Regions from separate parts of the Rattus norvegicus genome. Here region 1 is linked to region 2. A link is a contact called in public Hi-C data. All regions are on one chromosome and are shown on one strand. Each heading gives the region's core, a stretch centred on a gene start, on an enhancer-like site or on the middle of the called end of the contact. The rest is flanking DNA. Distances are from core to core; before and after follow the strand shown.

What was found. A called contact is a pair of places that touch in the nucleus more often than the background predicts.
Region 1: a contact with region 2 is called in a Hi-C map of the A7r5 cell line, with 3 times the contacts expected there. The contact joins the enhancer-like site here to the promoter of Asap1 in region 2. A contact is called at or near these places in 2 of 12 Hi-C or Micro-C datasets (the A7r5 cell line and the Rat2 cell line).

The regions. Positions count from the first base shown.
Region 1 is chr7:98,085,801-98,092,537 of GRCr8, reverse strand. No RefSeq gene overlaps it. Among named protein-coding and RNA genes, the nearest start is that of Asap1, 110 kb to the right of the region's middle. Within about 2 kb of position 5,312, at least 7 of the 93 cell types and tissues checked have an H3K27ac peak or open chromatin away from gene starts, as enhancers often do. A contact at or near this core is called in the A7r5 cell line, where this site is marked.
Region 2 is chr7:97,979,086-97,986,061 of GRCr8, reverse strand. Asap1 (ArfGAP with SH3 domain, ankyrin repeat and PH domain 1) reads left to right here and starts at 4,112. Exons shown (of 30, transcript NM_001044245.2): 1 at 4,112-4,199.

The sequences.
Region 1 (6,737 bases), core at 4,063-6,562, 110 kb before region 2:
AGCTCCATAACTGAGGTCAGTTCAGCAGTTTTCCAGTTTTTCCCAATGACCCTGAGAAGCCATTGGCCCTGTAGCTTGGAGCAGTTCATCTAGATTTAGTGTGAAATATACTGCCAGCTACAGATGCTGTAGGGTACCTCCTTTCACCTTAGAGTTCAGACGTTGATGGGGTAATAAATACTTAGATCTTTAAGTCATTGTATTTAAGCTATTACCTTTAAGTCATTAAGTCCCATGTGCTGAGAAGCTAGGGCCGCCTGATTTTGGTGAAGGTTTTGGTAAAACTATTTATGCCCATGGGTCTCAATATCATAGCCAAGAGCCAACTTATGATGCTTAAATACAGTTCCTTGTACAAGGCACAGTCCATGTGTTAACAGTGGTTTCCATCCAGAATTCCTTCCTCATGGCTGGCCTCCAGGCTGAAATGATTAATTTGGCATGAAGTCCAGCACTGTGCTGGCAGACCATATGTCAGATAAGAAGTTGGAACAGAAATCTGTCTTGGACCAAGATCATAATGTGTCCTCCAGAGGTTGGAACCATCAAAGCTGTCCCTGGTGGTGTCATCTGGTCTGAAGCTCCTTGGTCCTTTGAACTGAAGCCCTCATATTCATCACGACAACTGGAAGAGCCTCTGGTCACTTGAGGATTTCTTCTTGTTGCCATTGGCCTCGTCTACTGAGGGAGATGTGGAACCAGGCAGCCTAGATTCTTAGCAAAGACTACTTATGAATGTTAATAGATAAAGAATGTTCCTTCCAGAACTTAAAGAGAACAACAGCCTAAATTCTCACAAGCCATTACTGAATTCTTCCCTTAACAAAAGCCTGAAGACCCCACTCTAACTGCTGAGTTCTCCCATGTACAAACTTTACTTGGGGATATGGTAAGAAACATGGTTCAGTCTCTAAGAGCTGATAGAATGACATTCTTTTGTCTTCATAGAAGTATACAGTTCTCAGAAAACAGTACATTCAATTAAATTGTGCTTATTTCATGTAGCTATGTCTGACTTGCAGTCACAAGTTATAGATCCCTTCTTATATTCCTTTCATGTGAAAAGACTATTTTCCTGACTAGATGAATCAGAAACAGCTAATACTAAGAAATAAATTGTACTGGAAACAGCCAGGGGAAATGACGAATTCTATACATGACTTTTATCTCTTCTTTAATGCTGTATACAAGGGTTACAAGCAAAGCTGATTAATCTTGGCAGCTGAGATTTTCAAAATTTGTACATGAAATACATTTGACCACACAATATAAAAGGGGAAGGATAGAAAGACCTTTGAGATGCATATGGAAAGGATTTAATGTGGATTTAATGAGATATTAAGTGTAAATATCACAATTATAGAGTAACTACTAAAGGTAGAAAATAGAGAAAATATTATTTGGTCTGCTCAGGCTACTTAAACAAAAGACTACAGACTGGGAACATTTTGCACAGTTCTGGAGAATGAACATCTAAGATGAGGAAGCAAATAGGATTGGTAAAAGTTTTGATACTGTGCTGTGGTGACTACCTTCTCCCTGTCTTCACATGGCTTCCTCTTGGTGTGTAAGCAGAGAGGACAACCTCTCCTCCTCCCTCGCTCCCTCCCTCCTCCACCTCATACCTCTTCTTTCAAGGGCCCTATTCCCACTAAGAGGGCCCACCCGTGACCTCACCTAAATCAAAGTGCATCTCAAATGTGTCATCTCCAATTATCAGGCTAGAGGTTAACGTTCTAGCATATGAATCGAAGTGACATGATTCCGTCCAGAAGACTTCAAAAACAAGCAAACAAATGTAATGCAGGGCTGGGTAGCTCAGTATGAGAATACAAAGCCCTGAGCCCCAGCCCCAGCACTGAAAAAAGAAATAGAGAAAAATGTGCAAATGATTCAAAAGATGGCAAGTGATAGAACGTGGAAGAATAAAAACAAATGTCAAAATGATAGAACTACATCCAAACATATCAGGATTCACATGGAGTGAAGTCGTTTTGGAGATAAGGACACCAGGTGTAACTTGATCACAGTACACAGGTACAAGGGGCATAGCAACATTCCTGACCCTGACACCTAGATTCTAGAATGTGAAAAGCTCTCATCACGTTCTCCAAGCAGTCAGGTCTCAGGCCTACTCACAGAAGGGGTACTGGTGGCCATGGTCAGAATCCAGAGGTCAACACACAAAGAGCCAATAGATTCCCTTGCTCCAAATGCCTGAATCCCTGAGATTCTGAGCTGAGCTCACCTCCTGGCTCTTAACTGGCTCACAGAAGTGTCCATATTCCTAAAGGCCAGCCTTTGAAGACAGGGAGAAAGGGCTTCTCCAAGAGGCATCTTGCAGGCCCCTTGGAGTAAGTTCCAGATGTTGTTACCAAGACCCAGCCAGGGAGTCTGGATGGAACTTCACAACAGCCTCCTGTGAGTAAAAAGCTGCCTTAGTATGGGCACCCTCCACCCTGCAATGCCCTATGTTGCCTTGTCTATTTCTTCATCCTTCAGACTGAGGGGAGAAAAGAACTCCTAAAGAACCTTCAACCATGATTTCAACAAGTGATAGGTTACAATCTGCCTAAGACAACATGAGACAGAAAGTGATGTCCTGGGTGGGACGCTCTGTAAGTATTCTCTCTCTGAGCCTAATTCAGGAAGAACCAGTTACTCCTGGACCACCTCCAGGAAACTATCAGGTGGGTGTGTTTCCAAGAACTGGCTACACTTCTCTAAATCCCCAGAGAATCGCTTCCTGTCAATCAGCCTCAGAGTGATTACAATAAAACCCCAGCATTCCTTTATAATAATAATAATAAATGCAAGTACCATCTGTCATGCATCTAATTGGCAGGCGAGGTAGCTTTTATTATTCTTTTGATAATGCTAATAATGACTAGCCTAGTGTGCCAGCCCCTGTGCTAAGAACCTTCAGTGAATTCTTTCATGAAATCCTTCCAGTAAACCTGTGTGGCAGGTAATATGATTTCCCATTTCTTAGTAAGAGGTCTGAGGCTCAAAGAAATGAATCAACAATACAAGCAAGTAAGACAGAGGGCAGAACTGGAGGCTAATTTTGTCTCACCGTGAAAGCTTATTCTGGTAGCAACATCCTAAAAGATGGCAGCAGTATGCTAGTATGTTGTTTAGAAAACTAAGAATATTTATACTTACTCTTTGACAGCTTCATAGTACATGTAATATATGTTGCTCGTTTCTCCCCCAACTCTTCCCTCTAACCCCCAGACTTCCCCCTCATGACATATTCTCCCCCCACCTTCATGTGCATTTTTTAAAGATTAATGTATATGAGTATGCTGTTTTCATGCACACCAAAAGGGAGCATCAGATCCCATTACAGATGGTTATGAGGCACCATGTGGTTGCCGTGAATTGAACTCTGGACCTCTGGAAGAGCAGCAAGTGCTAGAAGAACAGCCAGTGTTCTTAACTGCTGAGCCACCTCTCCAGCCCTCTTAGCATTTCTGATACAGGGAAAAATATTACCATCAGAAACCCCCAGTAAGGGCTGAAGAGGTGGCTCGATGGTTAATAGCACTAACTGCTCTTCCAGAGGTCCTGAGTTCAAATCCCAGCAACCACATGGTGGCTCACAACCATCTGTAATGAGATCTGATGCCCACTTCTGATGTGTCTGAGGACAGATACGGTGTACTTATATATAATAAATAAATAAATCTTAAAAAAGAAGAACCTGATATCTTAAAAGAAAGAAGGACAGAAAGAGAGAGAAAGAGAGAGAGCGAGAGAGCGAGAGAGCGAGAGAGCGAGAGAGCGAGAGAGAGAGAGAGAGAGAGAGAGAGAGAGAGAGAGAGAGACCCAGTAAAGTGAACCCATAAGGAAGAGCAAACTAAAAGGAAAAAACCTCATCCTTGTGGGTAGAAAGGGGCTCAGTATATAAAACCATGGCCACCTGAGTTTGGATCTGATGGACCAATCAGATTAGCTGAAGTCAAGCTCTTGCCTCTTGCATACCTCTTAACCATTGCAAGATGGCATACCCAGCCAGCCCTCAACAGACATGAACTCCTCAACCTTGGACTGTCCACCTTTGAGATCTATAAAAAAGAAATCTCTGATTCCATTACAGCTGTCCAGAGTAGACCAAGACAATCCCTGCTGATTTGGAGCAGTCTGAGACAAAAATGGTGCCATGATGCTTTCCTGACCAAATGCTTTCACAGCACCCACGAGCTCATGAGAGACAGCTCACAGTCTCTAACCAGGCCTCTGTTCTTCCCTTAGTTTTTACTGACTTGACCCCATTCTGTTTCTTAGAGGACAACATATGCTTTCTCACATTTGGACCTGCACCTGAACTCCTCTTTTTGCTGAGAATGTTCTGGTTGCACATCTGTCTGTCCTTTCCCAGCCAATCTTAGGTTTAACCCTAGTCATTTGCATCTGAGGCTGTGTTTGGTGTGTTTGTGAGTGCTTCCTTTGTCTTGCTGACTGTTCTATACGCTTATATATTTGTTCATGTCCCTATTAGGCTGCAAATGTTTGCAAAGATGTGAAACTTGTTTGCTTTGTTCAGAGTGCTGTCGGATAAAACCTAACACAAAATATGCTCATTGGATATGGAACCTGATGGTGGCTAGTAATAGTCATGCAGTGTCACTCTCTGGATTGTGGGTAGCAGAGTTTGACTAGAAATTCAATATTGCTGAAAGACTTGGGTTTCTCTGTGTGTGCACAAAGGGTCTCCCCCTGAATATGTAGCTGGGCTGCTGTCTAGCAAGCTCTGGATCCTATCTCCGCTATCTCCACGGTTCTGGGGTCATAAGTGGAGGATTAGACACACTGGCTTAGGCGCATAGGTGATGTTGGGAACAAACTACCAGGAGCCCCAAATGGGTTGAAGTAGAGAAAAAATGCAAATAAGACAGAGGATAAAAAATGCGATAATGAGATTCCCATAAAAATAGGAAAGAAGAGACAAAAAGGAAATGGAGGGAAATTGTACTTAGATCAGAATCTGAAAAGGTTTAGGTACCTAACCATGAGCAGCAAGGGATAAGCGACTCCAAAAACTGGTCTCAGAGTCAGCAGAACTGCCTTAGGTTCCGTATTGTGTTTAGGAGGGTTTTGGGATGGTGTTAGTATAGTTGTTGATGTCACTGTCATTTTTACTGTGACAGGGCCCTTAAACTGCTATGCAGCCAAAGATGGCCTTGAACTCCTCATCCACCTACCTCTACCTCCTGTGTGCTGAAATCAGAGGCTAATCCCACCACATCCAGTTCATGCTGTGCTGAGAGCCAAACTCAGGATGCTTTCACACTTAGCAAGCATTCTACCAACGGAGCTATAGCCCCAGACTGTTTGCTGTTTCTAAAACATCTTTGTTGATCGCATGCAATACAAGTAACCTTTTGACTATGTACAATTTAATGTAGTTTGTTACTATTATATTCAGAGAATTGTATAGTTGGGCCTATCAATTTAAGATTGTGTTTTTCATTGCCCCAAAAGGAAACCCAGTATCTTCTAGCTGTCATCCCCCACGTCCATCCTCTCCAGCTATTATAGAAAACCACTAATCTACTTTCCATCTCCATGGATGACTCGTCCATTCTGGGCATTTTATACAAATGGAGTCATACAGAATGTGGTCTCTAGTGACTCACATATTTCTTTTAGTATAATGTTTCCAAGTTTCATTCAAGTTGTAACATCTGACAAGTATGCCATTCCTTTCGATTTCTAAATATTACTCACCTGTACAGTCCCACATTTAATTCATTAAGCAGGAGGAGGGCACCATCATCTCTCATGGGAGCTACCGCCTACCCTTGTCCTATTGATAGTCTTGGAGCCCATCATACCATATGACTGTACCCGCAGAACTTCTCCTTACTCATGTTATTAATCCAAACACACAGCCTAGTAAGGGACTCTTTGTAGTTCATGCCCAGTACATATCCAAGTTCCATTCTACCGTATTTCTGGAAGTTCCTCAAATATATCTTGTTCACATGTGCCTTCATAATAATTTCCCCCAGGAGAACCATGAGACCAGAGTCATCTTTGTCAGTTTTTCTCATTAATATGTCCCAAGCACCTAGAAGAATGTGTAGAATGAAGTAGTTGCTCAGTAAATACCAAGCCTGTAAATGTTTTCATTTAAGTGTGCAGTCTCAAAGGTTTTTCAAGTGATTCTCTCTCCACTACTAAGGTTTTTAGGTAACTCCCTCACCTTGAGTGTGGCCTGGACTAATGACTTGTTTTCTTATTTAGTTTTGACTATTTCTAACTGGAATGTTCTTGAAACTCATTATGTAGCTGTATAGATAACCTCAAACTCTTGATCCTCCCACTTGCACCTCCTTAATTCTATAGTCCAATCATCACTACACCTACTTGTCCCACCTCCACATCTATTGAACTTCATTATGCAGTTTGAGTTAGCCAGTATATAGTAGACAGACAGACAGATACATAGATACATGGATAATAGATAGATCATTGATAGATGATAGATAGATAGATACATACATACATAAATGCATAGATAGATACATAAATACATAGATAGATACATAAATACATAGATAGATACATAAATACATAGATAGATATATAAATACATAAATAGATACATAAATACATAGATAGATACATAGAAAGGTCCCAGATTGACCTCAAACTTAGGATCTTCTTGCCTTAGCCCGAGGGTTGGGATTATATGTATATACCTACCATTATAGCCAGATTTTAATAAC
Region 2 (6,976 bases), core at 2,863-5,362:
TGGCTCCAAGAATGAAACCTGAGCAAAACAAGACAGTGAGGAGCTGGCATGGGGCGTTGCCTTTTTAGGTGCCAACTCACCCTCTTACCAACTATGCAGGCTCCTTTACCTTCCCCTCCCTCCACCCTCAAGCCTGGCCCCTACCCCAGCCCTGCAAAGCCTGAGTCTCTTACCCACACTCACACCGCCTTCTCTGCACTAAGCACAAACAGGAACTCATTATCTTCCTCCTCAGAACCTTCTCCTTCTTGCTCTTTATGATGGTTAAAAATACCCCCTCCTCCTCCTCACAGGTGAGCAACATTGTCCCTCCTAGTGTGCCCTGCACCCCCAGCAGCCAGCATACAGTGCCAGCTGTCTCCTAACTCTTTGCTTAGCCTCACTGCTCCTGATTCACTAACATACTTGGAGCTAAAATAGCTTCTTATTCTGTTTTCGTCATGAGGTTGGAGGCGTTTTATATCAACCTCATTTAATTGTCCAGATCACGAATTTCGTAAGGAATTCAACTAGGAGAGCTTTAAAGACCCACCTACTTCCCAGTCTGTGAATCTAGGATAGATTCATGATGGTCTGAATACCACCAACTGGCCTTCGCCTCCAGTAGACAAAGTGGTTTTCCAATAGTTCAGAGACTGCCCCATCCCACTCTCCTCCGTGTGGCCCCCCAGTTCTGCCTCTGTAACTGCAACTGCTCCAACAGAACCTTCCCGTCACCCACAGATCCTGGCATGCCTGGCCATCTTTAAGAAGCCTCCACCTTTGCCTCCCACGTGCTAGACAGCCACATTTCTCAAAAGAGTTGTCTACACTTGCAGTCTCCCACTCATCCCTCAACCCACTGCAATCTGGCTTCCAATCCCTTTCCTCCATCCACACAGCCCTGGTAAAAGTCAGTAGCTGTGTAACTGTCCAACGCAATACATACTCACCTTTTGGTCCTCACTACACTGAATTTTCTGGGATATTTATGAATGTTGGCCATCTCTTCTCTTTGGGAGTAATTTCTTCCCTTGACCCCCCTGGTCTTTTCCTGCTTCCTTCTTCCTGCTATTTAAGGATATATTCAGCTACAGCTGGTACCCATGGCTTCAAACGCCAGGAAAGGCAGTATGGGTAGCAAAGAGTGTGGCGTCTACAGCTCCTCCACTCACTAACTGGCCTCAGTCAAGTCTCTCAACATTCAGATGCCTCAGTTTCCTTAACTATAAAGTAGTGCAAAAATGTTTTTGTCTTTTTGTTTTCTGGTACTGAACATGCACCCTTCTTCTAATGATGCAGAACCTTCCAGTATTACCCAACTATGAGGCCTGTTTTGCTGTCTTGGCTCACTCACATAGGGAGTGCCCAGACAGTCAGTAACCATGGATGTGTAGATAATTGCTGTTTTGAATTGAGTTGTCCCAGAAGCAAACCTGAAGACCAGGAGTTAGGTGCGGTTACTTCATCTGGGGAAGTGAACCCAGGAAGAACAAAGGAGGGGGGGGAGAATAGTGAGAGGATGGGTTAAGGCAGTTACTGCTGGAGGCCACTGGACTCAATCCCATGATGATCCTCTGAGAACAATCTAGAGATCATTTAGACCTGCCCCTCCGCCCCCATTAGAGAACAGAGGACTTTATCCCCTTGTGGGCTGGGGAATTGTCCTAGGGGTATAGGGTACTAGGTGAGGCAGATCCTACTACCTTGAAGAAACTCCAAGCAAAGAGATGTGTGCCGGAGGGGGACAGAGGGTAGCTGCAGATGTTACTAGAAGTGAGTCCAGGTTATTAGAGCCAGCTGTCACCTAGACACACACTCATTGTTCCGAATACTTTAAGCCCTGCCCCCCGGCCACTTCCAGAAAGTGTCACTCAACTTCTTGGTACCCCGTACCCAAACCCATACAGTCCCATGGCCTGATCCTGATGACACCTTATCTCTTATTAACTTCTCAATGGCAATTTCTTCCTTGTCTTTTTGGAGAACAAATGCATGCCCAGAAACTATTGTGTCCCCTGATCAATGTTAAACGGATTAAATTCACCTTGGTCCCAAGGCCTTGCTTAGAGAAAGTGGTCATTAATGTGGAGTCTTCCCTTCATTTCACTGCAGAAAGGCTTACCACTTAATACAGCATCGAATACAACAAGTAATCTTTTTGGTCTTTGAGGCTGGGTCTCAAGTATCTTAGATTAGGTTCAAATTCCCTGTGTATCTAAACAGGACCTTGAATTCCTCATCCTTCCAAGTAAGCTGGAATTACAGGCATGTGCCACCATGCCCTGGCCAAATAGGTAGGACCTTTAATGAACAGAGATGCTAGGGGGGAAGCACGGAGGAGGGAATAATTAACTGCTGATGTGCCAATGAGACTACATTCCATCAACTGACAGTCCTAATTATTCACAGCGTTAAATTCTCAGGGCCATTAGTAGAGCCCATTGGCGCTTCTTCTGTTACACTGAACAATCCACGTCAAGTCTCTGAGTGAAGGATTCAGGGAGCTGAGAGAGAGAGTGTATTGCCATGCTTGGATGACAGATAGATCTGGATCTCTAGTCTATGCCCCTCACATCCAACGTGTACTAATTGAGGGGCTCCCATGTGCTAATTCGGCACTGTGAGTCAGAACAAAAGAGACAGTCAAGAATTCTGGGATGGGATGCTGGGGGAGGTGATGGCGATGACGGTGTGGGGGCCAGACCCAAGTGGATCAAAGGGTTAGGGGAACTGTGAGGGCCCAACTTCTGCTCTGTGATTTATCTGTCAACTTCAGACCGGTAGAGGTTCTTTCCCAAATGTAGATAGGATGGTAGGTGAAGGACAGGAATCCCTGGTTGGGTTCCTGGAGCCCAGCTTGGAGTTTTTCCTGTGACCTGTAACCAGTGAAAGTGTTGGAGAAAAGACATGCATTTGGCTGCCAAGCACAGGTCTGTTCGTCCTTGGGAGACAAGCTGGTACCCAAGTTTCAGTTCCCAGCATGTTCACTTCAGTTCTCGCTTGTACGCACGTGGTCCTTCCTCTAAATCTCGGAGTCAGAGGAATCTGAAACACTCAAGCAAAACCACCAAACTGCAGCCTACAGGTAAAATGTGGCATTTCCTGGGGAAACCACAATGAATCACTCCCAATGGCTGCCCAGACTCCCCTGCTGGTTCTCTTAAACCTCCAGGGGCATCTCAAGGCTTATTAACATGCCCTCCCCGAAGTCTCCCACCCTCAGGTTAAAAACAAAATCTCAAATCTTGTGAGTCCTGGTGAATTTCTAATTTCACCAGAAAAGGGTCTATGCAGTGGCTGACCTTTTCTTCTACAGACAAGACTCAAAGAAAAACAATCACCTGTAATTAAGGAGAAACTGACACCCTTAGGCCAGACCTGCCCCTGAGCTGTGTAGGTCCACACAGACATGCAGAATACACACCCTACAAGTTAGAAGCCTCCTTTCTCTGAAGTCTCTAGATTGCAGCAATACCCAAGCATGGGTATCACCGATGTTGCCAACATCCCTGTCTAAGCATCTTGTTTTCAAATGAAGACTATGACACTCCTTTCTTATTTGAGAAACTGAGGCTTAAGGAAGAATCATTTGCAGGAAAGAGGAAAAGGCCATTCTCCAACCAGGCTTCAGAGACCGGAATGTGCGATATGCCAGATCATCAGTGTGGTGTGCTGACCCAAACGGTTTTCCCTCCAGGCACTGGGTAAAAAGATAGAAATCGACGGGAAGGAACAGGCGAAAGTAGCCTAGGAGAAGTCATGGCGGGATGGGAGAGGCCACAGTCTTCTGGTGTCCTAGCTTTAGCAAGCCCCACTTCAAGGCCAAGGTTCTCTGTTGATAAGCCCCACCTCTGCTCTCTGTGGCCAAGGAGGCCCACCCCATGCATCTCCTCCTGCACGGTCCTACTCCTGAGCCCTGAAGTGTGCCGGCTGGCCAAGGGTTAAGCGCGGCGGGAGCCCCCGGCGCGGGGCAGCGGCGGGCCGGGAGTGCTTAGTCAGGATTCCGATTTCCTGCTGAAGTGTTTGGATTTCCTGCAGCCCGCGCCCGCCGTCGCCGCCGAGCGGGCTCGAGAGAGCGGCTCCGCGTCGCCGGCCTCCTCCTCCTCCCCCTCGGCACATGGTCACCCGCCCCTTCCTGCGCCGCGCTCGGCTCCCGCGCCTCGCCCGGCCTCGCCGCGCCCGTGATGGAATAATGCCCAGCGGCCCGCCCGGTCCCGGTGAGTGGCGAGGCGGCGGGGCGGCGGGAACAGGCGCGGCGGGGCGTTGCACGGCCACCCGGACACCCCTGTGGGCTCCGGGTGTCCCCGTCTGCCCGCAGAGCACCAGCCGGGGGCGTGCGGGGCGCGCGGCCGGCTCTGCAGGGGTTGGCGGGGCGGACCGGGAACTCCGCTGCCGCAGCGCCGGAGCGCGCGTTCTCCTGTTCCGCGGAGGCGACTCCGGTTGGGGGCGTGCGCCCAGGGCGCAAGGCTCCCAGCTCAGGGAGGAGGCCCGGGCAGCCGCTGGGGCGCTCTCGGAGTCCGCTGGGGCGCTTTCTCTGTCCTCCCGGGCACTCTCCCCTCCCATCGGGGCTCTCCCTTCCCTCGGGCGCTCTCCCGGCCCTCTGGGGCGCTTTCCTTCTCCTCCCCGGCACTTTTCCCGGTTATCCCGGGGCGCTCTCTGAGCCGCGCGGCGGGGAGGCGCGGGCTTTGGCCGCCGCATTGTCTCTGGCGCAGCGGAGGAAAGTTCCCCTCGGCGTGGGTCCCGGCCTGGACATGGCGCTGCCAGGCAGGCCCCAGACCACTAAAAGCAAAAGAAGCCGGGAATGGGGGTGGTAATCCCCCGTGGGAACCGAGAAGTGCCTTGTGTCTTCCGCTTGTACAATTTTGGAACCTGATGCTTTTTATGAGAGCAACAGTAAGTTTAAACGAAACGGGGGGAAAAAGAGAAACTCGCTGGTATCTGGTTTTCTACTGTTTAATTCATCCAGATACATCATCTCGCGCCCTCGTAGGGCGGGTTCATTTTATCAAGGAGAGGCTTAGCTAAGTCTAGACCAAGTTAACTTGACCTTACCCTTAGCATACTGATGCAAAAGACCATTTTCCTCCTTGTATCGACTCCATCAGGTTGTTTTAGCAGAATTGATTCTAGGATAGCAGTGATACAGGATTGCTGAGTAATGTTTTGAGACTGTAAAACACAGAATTTAGTTTTTAGGCCAGTTTCATGTCTGTTCTAGCCTGAGTGGCCAGGTCTTCTTGCTCGGCCACTAGAAGGCCTTTGGGAATGGGGCTGAGGGGGCCATAGAAGAAAAGAATCTCGGAAAACAACTGTTTTCTCTTTTAATGTGGAAGAGTTTCAGAAAGAGACCTGTTTTGTCTAAGGACACAACTACTTGGTGGCCTGGCTGGGAATAGCTAACTTCCAAGTCTATAAACTCTGGGGCCTGGCCTCTGTGACTATGCCAGATTGTGATCTGCCAGCCACAAGTGTTACTGTGTCTCTCAACGGTCTCCACTTTAGCACCTTCTCCTGTTCTCTTATCTGTTATTGCCGCCGTTTTAGAGACATGCAGTTATCTCAAAGAACATATTTTGAGATTAGGAGTTTAAAAATTACTGTTTAGAATGCATAATGATTTTAAGTACTCGAAGGATGATTTTAAGAGTTAGCAAAAGAGGAAAAGAAAGAAAAAGAAAAGACATTGTCCAATTTCTGTTCACTGATGCAAGTGGATTTGGGATTCAGCTACCAAATGGATTTGAAATGTATAGTGGTAGTTGTTATATGGGGAATTGCTTTTCTCTAGTCTTCCATTTTTTTTTGTTTCAAACAGACAAACTCCAAACCGGCACTGTCTTGACATAGAATGTGCTGTTGAGATTTTCAGAAGTCTCGATTCTGAGTCCTCCTCTCTCTCTGAGCCAGGCAGCCCACCTAGTTTCCTCTTCTTGAAAGCTGAGTGGCTGGCTTTTCATTTTTAGTATGTGATAATGTTGGAGAGAAAGGACTTTTTCACAAGCTTGCCATTTGGTGAAGGAAATTGAAATTCCTTACACCTCTCCAGTCCTCCCCAACCACAGCCAGATAGATTTTCAATACCAATGCAGGCCTTGCAGGCTAGAGATGAATGTGTGCATTCAAGCCTAGCCTTCCTAGTCTGGGCCCTCCTCCCAGCTGGCTGCTCCATGTTGTTCCCAGGTGGCTGCGGTCTAGGGGAAACGAGAGCCCCTTGTACCTGTGCTTTTCGTGGGTTTTCCCTACCAAGGTCTCATTGTGTCTGATGGGATCTTCCTGGTCCCTTTACATTTTCTCCTCCCCTCTTCTTTTTCTCTCACTGGTGTATCTGATATGGGCTCCAAGGGCTTTTCTAGAAATCTGCACAAATGATCCTTACATAAGCGATGATGACAGTGACACTAAGCACTTGTTGCGTGCTCTCGACTTGTTGCCTCCTAAGAAGGACCAAGAGAGTGTTAGGGAGATGGCTCAGTGGGGAAGAGTGTTTGCTGTACAAGCATAAAGACCTGAGTTCAAATCTCTAGCATGCATGTAAAAAGCTAGATGCCCTGGTAAATCCACACCCACTGAGTGAGTGGGTGAAGACAGCATGGTTGCCTTGGCCTAGCTTTAGGTACAGTGAGAGACCCCATTTGATCCTGTGTTCACTCCTTGGTATGTGTACTCAGGCAGATGTGCACATGTTCTCTCTCTCTCTCTCTTTCTCTCTCTCTCTCTCTCTCTCTCACACACACACACACACACACACACACACACACACACACACACACACACGGGTCCCCCAAAGAGGGAACTCCTTGGAAGTCTTTCTCAGAAAGGACAGCCTTTCTCAAATTCATGTGGATTGAGTCATTCTTGTATGCAGTAAACATTTGCTAAGTGGCTCCTCTGTGGGAGGTACTAGTCATACAAAGATGAATAGCACCCTGTTCTCAAGGCCTCTTCTTTTCAGCCTCATCTTTCATTGTCAGGATTATGCTCTTTCATTTAATTA